2 separate regions of the Sus scrofa genome follow, and region 2 is linked to region 1. Evidence: chromatin contacts called from public promoter capture Hi-C data. All regions are on one chromosome and are shown on one strand. Each heading gives the region's core, a stretch centred on a gene start, on an enhancer-like site or on the middle of the called end of the contact. The rest is flanking DNA. Distances are from core to core; before and after follow the strand shown. Region 1 holds the start of FBXL19 (F-box/LRR-repeat protein 19). Region 2 holds the start of ZNF629 (zinc finger protein 629).

Region 1 (4,212 bases), core at 613-3,112:
GTGGTCGATCTTAGGTGCGATGGGAATAGTAGTTTTCAAGCCCTCTAATGTTCCTTAAGAGTGGAGGAACCAGGAGAATAAGGAGACTACCGTAAAGATGGCAGGCTACCTAGTCTCTCCCGTCGCCTCATTCTACCACCTTGGACACCGCGCCCGCTTGCAATATCGAACACCCCCCCCCTCCCAGTGACGTAGAGCCTGATGGGAGTTGCAGTTTTCCCGGCTCCCCTCTGTTATCTTCGGTGGAGACAATGGAAGGGGAAAGGGGCAGGGACTATCAGCAAAGATGGAGGCCGAAGCAAAGTGTAGATGGCGACCTGGGGCTTGTAGTCCACGCCCCAAGGCTACTCCCTGAGAAAACGGGGGAAAGGACTACAATCAAGATGGAAGCCCATCGCTCTCTGTGCCCATGCCTGCTGGGGGACGTAGTCCCTTAGCTTTACAGAGACAGAACGTGGGCTGCTGAAATTTGCATCACCGCGGACACGCCAAATTGAGAGCCGACGGAAACGGAGAGTCTCTTTTCCTCCTCTTCCTACTCTCCCCACCACCCCCTTTCGAATGGCCTGTCGGGAAATGTAGTCTGGTGCCTTCACTCGCTATTAGGGAGGGTAATTTATGTCACCAGTGGGGATCAATGCGAGTGAGGGAGAAAGACGTCCTGGCGATCCAGGAATATATAATATCCGCCTCCCCGTATGGTGAGGACTTCATCTTTCAGGGGAAGCTCTTAAAGGAAAGCAACAGTAATAAGTATTGTCGCGACCAGAGAGGCGTGGTTCTTTTCCAAAGTACCGTCACGCTGTTGTCCCCTGGAAAGCTTCCGCGCCTCACACCCGATGCTTGTTCCCTCAAACCTCAGAGAATCGGCATCTTCCAAGTCGTGAGAGCTCCAGGGAAAGGGCTCTGGAGTCGTACAAAATCCCCGCCCCTCCTTGGGAAGTCACCAAACCTCTATTTTTCTCATCTGAAAAGTGGGGATAATGATACCTACCTCAAAGTGGAGTTAGAAGTGTTAAGACAATGTTCACGAAAAGGCCGGGCTCAGGGCCTGGTACGGGGCATGTGTTGGCAATTCCCTTTTCGAGGTCCCTTCCAGCCCAGCTGTTCTGGGATCCCAGGAATTCATCATACCCGAAGGAGTTAGCGCCTGTGAGAAGACAACTGTGGCAGGCTGTCTACCCCATCTTGAGCCGCACCCCCTCCTCCCAGGCCCCTCCTCATCTGGGTCCTCCTGTGTCCACTACCGAGTACTGCTCCCAGGGGGCGCCCATTCTCCATTTGACTGAGGTCCTGCGAACTGTCCAGATTCCCCAACCTGAAGTTGTGGGCGCTCAAATTGCCCAGGCCCATCTCCAGCCAGTCTTGGAGCCCCTGCCCACCTTTCGCCCCTACCCGCGCCCAGAACACCTCAGCCACCCAAGCAGGTGGGACCGCTTCCTACCTCTGTGCTTTCTTACCTGCCTTCTTAATCTTCCTCCTCTGCCTGGAAAATTACTCACTTTGACCCCAAGGCAGACAGACTGCGGTGCTCTGCCCTCTCTTCTGTGTCGGAAAGTAGAGGGTTAGAGGGCCTGGCGGAAGACTTGGTGGGTGTGGTTTTACTGTCAAGGAAGTTAACGCTGACCAGTGTGACTTGAAGTCCTAAATTTGCTGGGACCTGCCTCAGGCTGAACTGAGGCTCCCTCTAGCTCACACTTTATCAGTTAGGAAATCTTGGCTCCCAGGAGATTGTCTCCTTTACATCCTCACTGCTTTCTTTTTGGCTTGCATGATTGCCTCAGGGATCTCTCTGGGGCTGTTCCCTCTGCCTGTTAGGCCCTTCCCCTCCACCTGGCCCGCTGCTGCACCCCATTAGCTATTCATCCTTCTGGTCTCTGTTTAAATACAACAGTCTCAGTAAAACCTTCTTGAGCATAATTCCCATCTGAGATTCATTTGACTCTTCGCCTAGATTATAAACTTTATGAAGAGTCCATCTCAGAGTTCCCATGGTGGCTCAGAGATAACACACTGTACTAGTATCCACGAGGACGCAGGTTCAATCCTTAGCCTCACTCGGTGGGTTAAGGATCCTATGTTGCCATGAGCTGTGGTATAGGTCGCAGCCGCGGCTAGGGTCCCAAGTTGCTGTGGCTGTAGTGTAGGTCAGCAGCTGTAGCTCCGATTTGACCCCTAGCCTGGGAACTTCCATATGCCACGGGTGTGGCTGTAAAAAGAAAAAAAAAAAAAATCCATCTCATACATTACATGCTTTTAGCACATCATTTGATCCTCATAAGACCCCTATGAGCGAGAATCCCATGTCATAGATGAGGAAACTGGGAATGGATGAGTTGTACATAGAGAGAGCTAAGATTCAAAATCCAAGATTTCATAGCCCATCCTCAGAACAACTGCAGCATCCACAAACTGATCAAATCCAGCCCATGCTTGTGTTAAGTTTGGCATAGCAACAACACATTTCAGCTTTCACTTGGAATCTTGAAATCTAGCAACAGTGAGTCTGCCTTCCTTGAGCAAGAAATAGCTGAAGCTGAACAGTGGCTGCCTCTTATGGATAAGACATGTACTCACCAGATCAACACAACTCCCATCCAGCTTGCTTCAGTCCGAACATAAGCACTATTGGCCCCACTTATTAGCTAAGACGTGAAAAGAAGCCTGTTGAGGAGCTCCCATAGTGGCGCAGTGGAAACGAATCCCACTAGGAACCATGAGGCTGTGGATTCAATCCCTGGCCTTGCTCAGTGGGTTAAGGATCTGGCATTGCTGTGAGCTGTGGTGTAGGTCGCTGGCGTGGCTTGGATCTGCTGTGGCTGTGGCTGTAGCTGTGACGTAGGCCAGCAGCTGTAGTTCTGATTAGACCCCTAGCCTGGGAACCTCCATGTGCCAAGGGTTCGGCCCTAAAAAGCAAAAAAAAAAAAAAAAAGAAGAAGAAGAAGACTCTTGAAAGTCAAGACCATTTCTTACACTGTTTAGAGCTCCTCAGTGCCAGGTGCTGTGCCTGTGCCCACAACCGGGTGGGTGGGGAGATGGCAGAGTGAAACTGCATACAGAGATGGGGGAAAATGTTTACTTTTCACTTATAACCTGCTCTCCAGGTTCACATTTTTGCCATAAGCAGATATTTATGTATACTTAAAACAGGGGTTGAAAATACTATAATCCAGCTATGTTGACATTAAAATGTAAAGACTGAGTTCTTGTCGTGGCACAGCAGAAAAGAATCCAACTGGGAACCATGAGGTTGTGGGTTAATCCCTGGCCTTGCTCAGTGGGTTAAGGATCCAGCGTTGCCATGAGCTGTGGTGTAGGCCGGTGGCTGTGGCTCAAATTTGATCCCTAGCCTGGGAACCTCCGTGTGCTGTGGGTGCGGCCCTAAAAAGCAAAATAAATAAATAAATCAAAATTTAAAAATTAAAATAAAAAAAAAGACAACAGTCAGACTTTCTCAGATATGAATGAACTCAGGGTATAGAGCCTCTTTTCATTCGTACACACAAAAATACTGTTTGGAGTTCCTGCTGTGGCACAGTGGGTTAAGTATCTGGCATTACTGCAGCTGTGGCATAGGTGGTAGCTGCAGCTCTGATTTGATCCCTTGCCATGGAACTTCCACATGCCATGGGCATGGCTGGAAAAAAAATTTTTTTTTCTTCTGTCCACCTTATTTATGCATTTTAAGAGCCTTGGGAAGGATGGCGTAAGACCACTCAGTGGCGGTGGTTTCCTATGTGAGGGCCTCGACCATGGGGCTGCAAAGCAATTTCAGAAACAGGTGAGGCCATTGAGTCTCCAGTGTGAGCTGCCAAAAAAGAATGGAGGGCACTTGCCTGCTTTCAGAACTATCTGCAACCTCGGGCTGAGTGCATTGAATTCAGGAGGTGGAGCAACTCATTTATCTGGACATTCCTTTTTGGCAGTGGCTGCTCTTCCTTCTCCATCTCTTCTGGATCTCCGTAGAAGTTCAAAGCTTCTCTGTCAGCCAGGCTCGGATAAGCTATACTGCCGTAACAAGTAACACCCAAGTTCTGTTGGCTTACAACAAAAGGTTCTGTTTGTTGCTCATGCTGCCTGTCTAGTGTTGGTGAGTTAGGGGAGTTCTGGGGTGAAGTCACTCAGGGATGAAGGTGGAGGGAAGAGGCTCCATTAGGATGTGAATTTCCATAATCACCATCCAATCACAGAGTTCCTGCTGTGGTGCAACAG
Region 2 (4,212 bases), core at 1,048-3,547, 88 kb after region 1:
TCATGTGGTCTTCAGTAACTTTGTTTTTACACAAGGAAAATAAGTTCCAAATGAGATGGGGGGGGAGGCACAGATGGTTCAGGCAGGAAATGCTATAAAATTTGGTTGTGATGACTGTTGTACACCTATGAAAATGTAATAGCATTGAGCTGCTCTTTAGGAATGAGGTCCTCAAATGTGAGATGAGAGCTGGCTCGGGGGACCTGGGAGGTCCTTTCCATCTTCGGAAGTCTGAGCTTTCAGACACAGGAACTCCTAGGTTGACTGGTTCCCTGAGGATTCCATCAAGTTCTTCCTTTATAGTCTCTTCCTCAAAAAATAACCCACACCCTGTGGTCAGGGGGGTCAGTTCCAAATCCTCAGCTGTCCTTGTGACAAGGAGTGAGGAGAGTGCCTTCTTCTGGCTTCACCTCCTCTGTCCTTGCATCCTGCCCTCAGTGCACTCCCCTCCATAGAACAGGGGAGTAGAAGGTCTCCCAGGTACTCAGGACAAGGTTTCCTGGCTCTCTTGCCCATTGGGTCTTTGCCACAACTTTGGATTTTCCACGATTTGTATTTTTATTAGGAAATGTACTGTTTTTTGTTTTTTTTTTTTTGGTCTTTTCTACAGCCATATGGGTAGCATATGGAGGTTCCCACGCCAAAGGTTGAATTGGAGCCATGGCTGCCAGGCCACAGCAGCACCAGATCTGAGCTGTGTCTGTGACCCACACCACAGCTCATGGCAATGCTGGATCCTCAACCCACTTAGCAAGGCCAGAGATTGAACCTGTGTTCTCATGGACACTTGTCGGGTTTGTTAGCCACTGAGCCACGACTGGGACTCCTTGTACTGATTTTTAAATGTGGCAAATTAACTCAGTTTAAAGAAGCCCCCCAAGCCTTGTAGGCCAAATTCACCTTTCACTGTTCCTTGACCCAGGTCCAGATCAGCTTTCTGTAGCCCTGGGAGAGCAAGAGAGGGTTTCAGGATGTGCCCATAAGCCTCTCTGATCCCCAGTTGGCCTCGTCCTCACCTGTGTCTTGGGTGGGGTGGGGTCTGTGGGCAAATGTGATTGTGTAGTTGGAGCCCAGCAGTGGTGCCTTTGCCCAACTTTGTCCCATCTCCTGGGGCCTCAGGGCTTAATCTAGAAACACCTGAGGCAGGACAGCTTTGTTCCACACACTGAGCACCTGCTCCCTTCCAGTCCCTGTTCTAGGCACGGCCAAGCCCCTGCCCTGGTGGAGCTGACCTGCATGCCTGTGTGTGCAGGAGAGTCAAATTGTGTCCAGGTAATGCAGGTGGCTGCTTCTAGAACAAGGGGGGGAGGAGAACAAGGGGAAGCCAGAGGCCCTAAGGTGAGAGGGAGTTGTCAACAGTGATGGGAGCCAGGGATTAGATGGTGATAGGCCTCAAGAAGGAGACAGTGCTGATAAGGGAGCAGAGGCCAAGCCCACAGCTCCAAAGCCCAGATGCAGGCCCAGAGGAGCTGTGTCCCCTTTACCTTTCCCTCAGGGTTTGTTCCTTCTCTTGCTCCCTCATATCTCTGGACATTTAGCCCTTTTGACGCTTTCCTATAATTCCTTTGTGTTTCTCTCACACACACACCAAACCTCTTGAGTTCTTGAGGGCAGAAAGTCTGATGTTTCACTTTGAGGTGTCCCCACATTGCCGTATAATAAAAGGCTTTCCATACACCAATGTGTTACATTTAAGTAAGGATGGCAGGGCCTGAAGCCACTGCCTCACTTCTCACACCTTTTTTTCCCTCTTCTGTGAAATGGGGACAATCACGGCTTGTGTAGAGGAAGGAAAGACATAACGGCTGTAAAAATCCGAAGCCCAGATAACCTGGACCTTGGGAGGTTCCTACATTTCCCCCAGGTTTTCAAGAGGTTTCTTCTGCTCTGAGCAGGGTGCCTTCAGAGCTACGGGGAGAAGGTCTGGCTCTCCTCCCTCCTGCCACCCCTAGGGCCTTGGTTTCCCCCTCTCAGGGGACCTGTTTGAGGATGAGGGGCCGCCAACACCCTCCGTGAGGCTGGGGCCAGAGGCACAGGCTGCCACAAATGTCTCATTGGTTGTGCTGGTCCCTTCAGCCCAAATTCTTGTTGCTGTCACTTCTCACTTCATCGAAGCCATTTTTCAGTCTGTAGGATGCTCCTGCTCTGGGTGTGTCGTGCCAGCCCCTGCTCCCACCCCACAACCCCGGGGGCTTCCAAGCCCCAACCCTGGGTCTGAGTCCCAACAAAGGCAGGCCCCGGGGGAACAGCAGCCACCAAATCAGAGATAGGGCTTTCCGGGAGCGGCAGGCGGAGCCCCTGTGAGATGGTAGTAGGTGGCCAGAAATCTGGAGCCCCTCACTGGCGTCTGGGTTTCCCCCAGAACCAGCTCCCACTGGAGACGGAGAGAGGGGCGTCGTCTCGGCTACCTCCCCGCTTCCCCGTACTCTTTTTTTTCCCAAGCTGTGGGAGCCAAAGGGTTAAATCCCATAGAGCTGATGCTCTGACTCCAGGCTAGAGGGGCCCGGGAAGCTGGGGTCACTTCCTGCTCCGTCCCAGTCACCCTGAACTGGTCCCCGGGTCCTCAGCCTGGGATCACCCCTTGAGAAGGACCCCAGAGTCCTCGGCATCTAGCCCGCCCCCCAAGGCAGGGCATTCAAGGGGTTAAGTCCCCTGGGGCTGGATTTTGCCTTGCGGCCTCTCCCAGACCCCAGAGCCGTGAGTTGGGGACGCCAGGGTTCCCGGGGGGTGGCCCGCAGGGCCCGGGACGGCCGCCGGGGAACAATGGGGCGCGGGAGGCGGGGCGGGCCCGGGCCTGAGCCCCCTCCCCCGCCCCCGGGCCGCCCGAGGCAGGGGTGGGGGCCGGGCAGGGGCCGCGAGGGCCGAGGATTCTGGGAAGAGCGCGAGGGTCTGGCTGTGGGGGAGGGGAGGGCGTGAGGATTCTGGGAAGAGGGAATTCGGCCGCCCGGGCCGGGGGCTGGGGCGCCGCGGGCGAGCCGGGAATCCTGGGTGCCCTGGGCGGGGGAGGGGAGGGGAGGATGCCGGGCGGGGGCTGGGGCTTGGGCGCCGGAAGGAGGGTCGCGGGCACCGGCTGGAGCAGAAGTCCAGGGTCCCGGCCGGTGCGGGCGCGGGGGGGCCGAGGCCAGGGCGGCTGCATTCCCGCAGCTGCCTCCATGTCAGGGTCACCCTGGGCCGCTCTCCACACCTCTCTGGAAAGCAGCCTTCCTCCTCTCCTTTTTTCTCGCTCGCCCTCCCTCCGCCGTGGGACTGGCCTGAGGTCCGAGGAGAGGCCGGTGCAGGCCCCAGCACTTCTTGCCTCGCTCCTTCTCCCCACTTTCATACTCCATGTCGGCCCTGTCATTAACCCGTTCCCTTCTACACTGGACCGCTGAGTTTGAATTTTCCAGACGATCAAGGTACACAAGCTCTTACCTGTCCTCAGCAAACATAGCGGGGGCAGCCGCCCAGCTTGGCAGAGGTCCCTGCTTCCATGTCCCCAAAGACGTTTAGGGCTGGGAGTGGGGGTTCTCACAACGTAAGGAGCTGCAGAGATGAAGCAATTCATTTACTTCCTAAAATCTTAACTCCCATCTCCTCCTGTTATGTGGCAGGGTTCTGCTGGCTCCTGCCTCACTCTGGTTACCACCCAGCTGCCTCCTCCTGAGTCCTTGCACCACTGCCCCCAGACACACAGTGCCTACCCCACATGGCCATGTGGAGCCCAGGGACTCTCTTAAGGGTTTAGACGTTGTGGGAGGGTCCCCTCCTAGTGCTTAGCTCCTTTGGCCCCTTCCCGTATTCTGGTATCAGATCATCCTTTTTTGGAGTGACAGCTGGCTGTGTTTTCCCTCTAAACTCCTGCTCCCTTGCTGCCATCCCCTCTAAAGGGATTGGACCAAACAGGTTTTGTGGGAGCAAGAGGCATCTCATTCATCTTTTGTTCATTCTACATTTATTGAGCAGCTGTTCTGTGTTAGTAATAAAATAGGGCAGCGAGAAGAGGAGAAAATGTGTCAGAAGATGGGGTGCAGGATGGGAGTGAGAGCGGAAGGCTTCAGTGGGGAGTGCTGTTTTGAGTTCATAGATGCAGATCGTCAGGATCCAACCCTTCCTTTTGCCACTGCCGCCCGGGAAAGCCTCCTGGTCCCAGGAATTTCTCCTTTTGTGTTCCCGTGGCTAGCAGGCTCTGTGTTCTCCCCAGCTGCCCACTTTCTGGAGTCTCACATGACTCTC

Evidence for each region. Promoter capture Hi-C pulls out the DNA fragments that hold promoters and counts their contacts.
Region 2: a promoter capture Hi-C map of liver shows a contact between it and region 1, with 6 times the contacts expected there. The contact joins the promoter of ZNF629 here to the promoter of FBXL19 in region 1. A contact is called at or near these places in 3 of 5 promoter capture datasets (fetal liver, fetal skeletal muscle and liver), 1 of 47 Hi-C or Micro-C datasets (epiblast stem cells) and 2 of 2 datasets of contacts at active chromatin or transcription factors (alveolar macrophages and skeletal muscle).

What each region holds. Positions count from the first base shown.
Region 1 is chr3:17,519,897-17,524,108 of Sscrofa11.1, forward strand. FBXL19 (F-box/LRR-repeat protein 19) reads right to left here and starts at 1,863. Exons shown (of 12, transcript XM_013987711.2): 1 at 1,461-1,863; 2 at 995-1,150.
Region 2 is chr3:17,607,803-17,612,014 of Sscrofa11.1, forward strand. ZNF629 (zinc finger protein 629) reads left to right here and starts at 2,298. Exons shown (of 3, transcript XM_005653002.3): 1 at 2,298-2,697.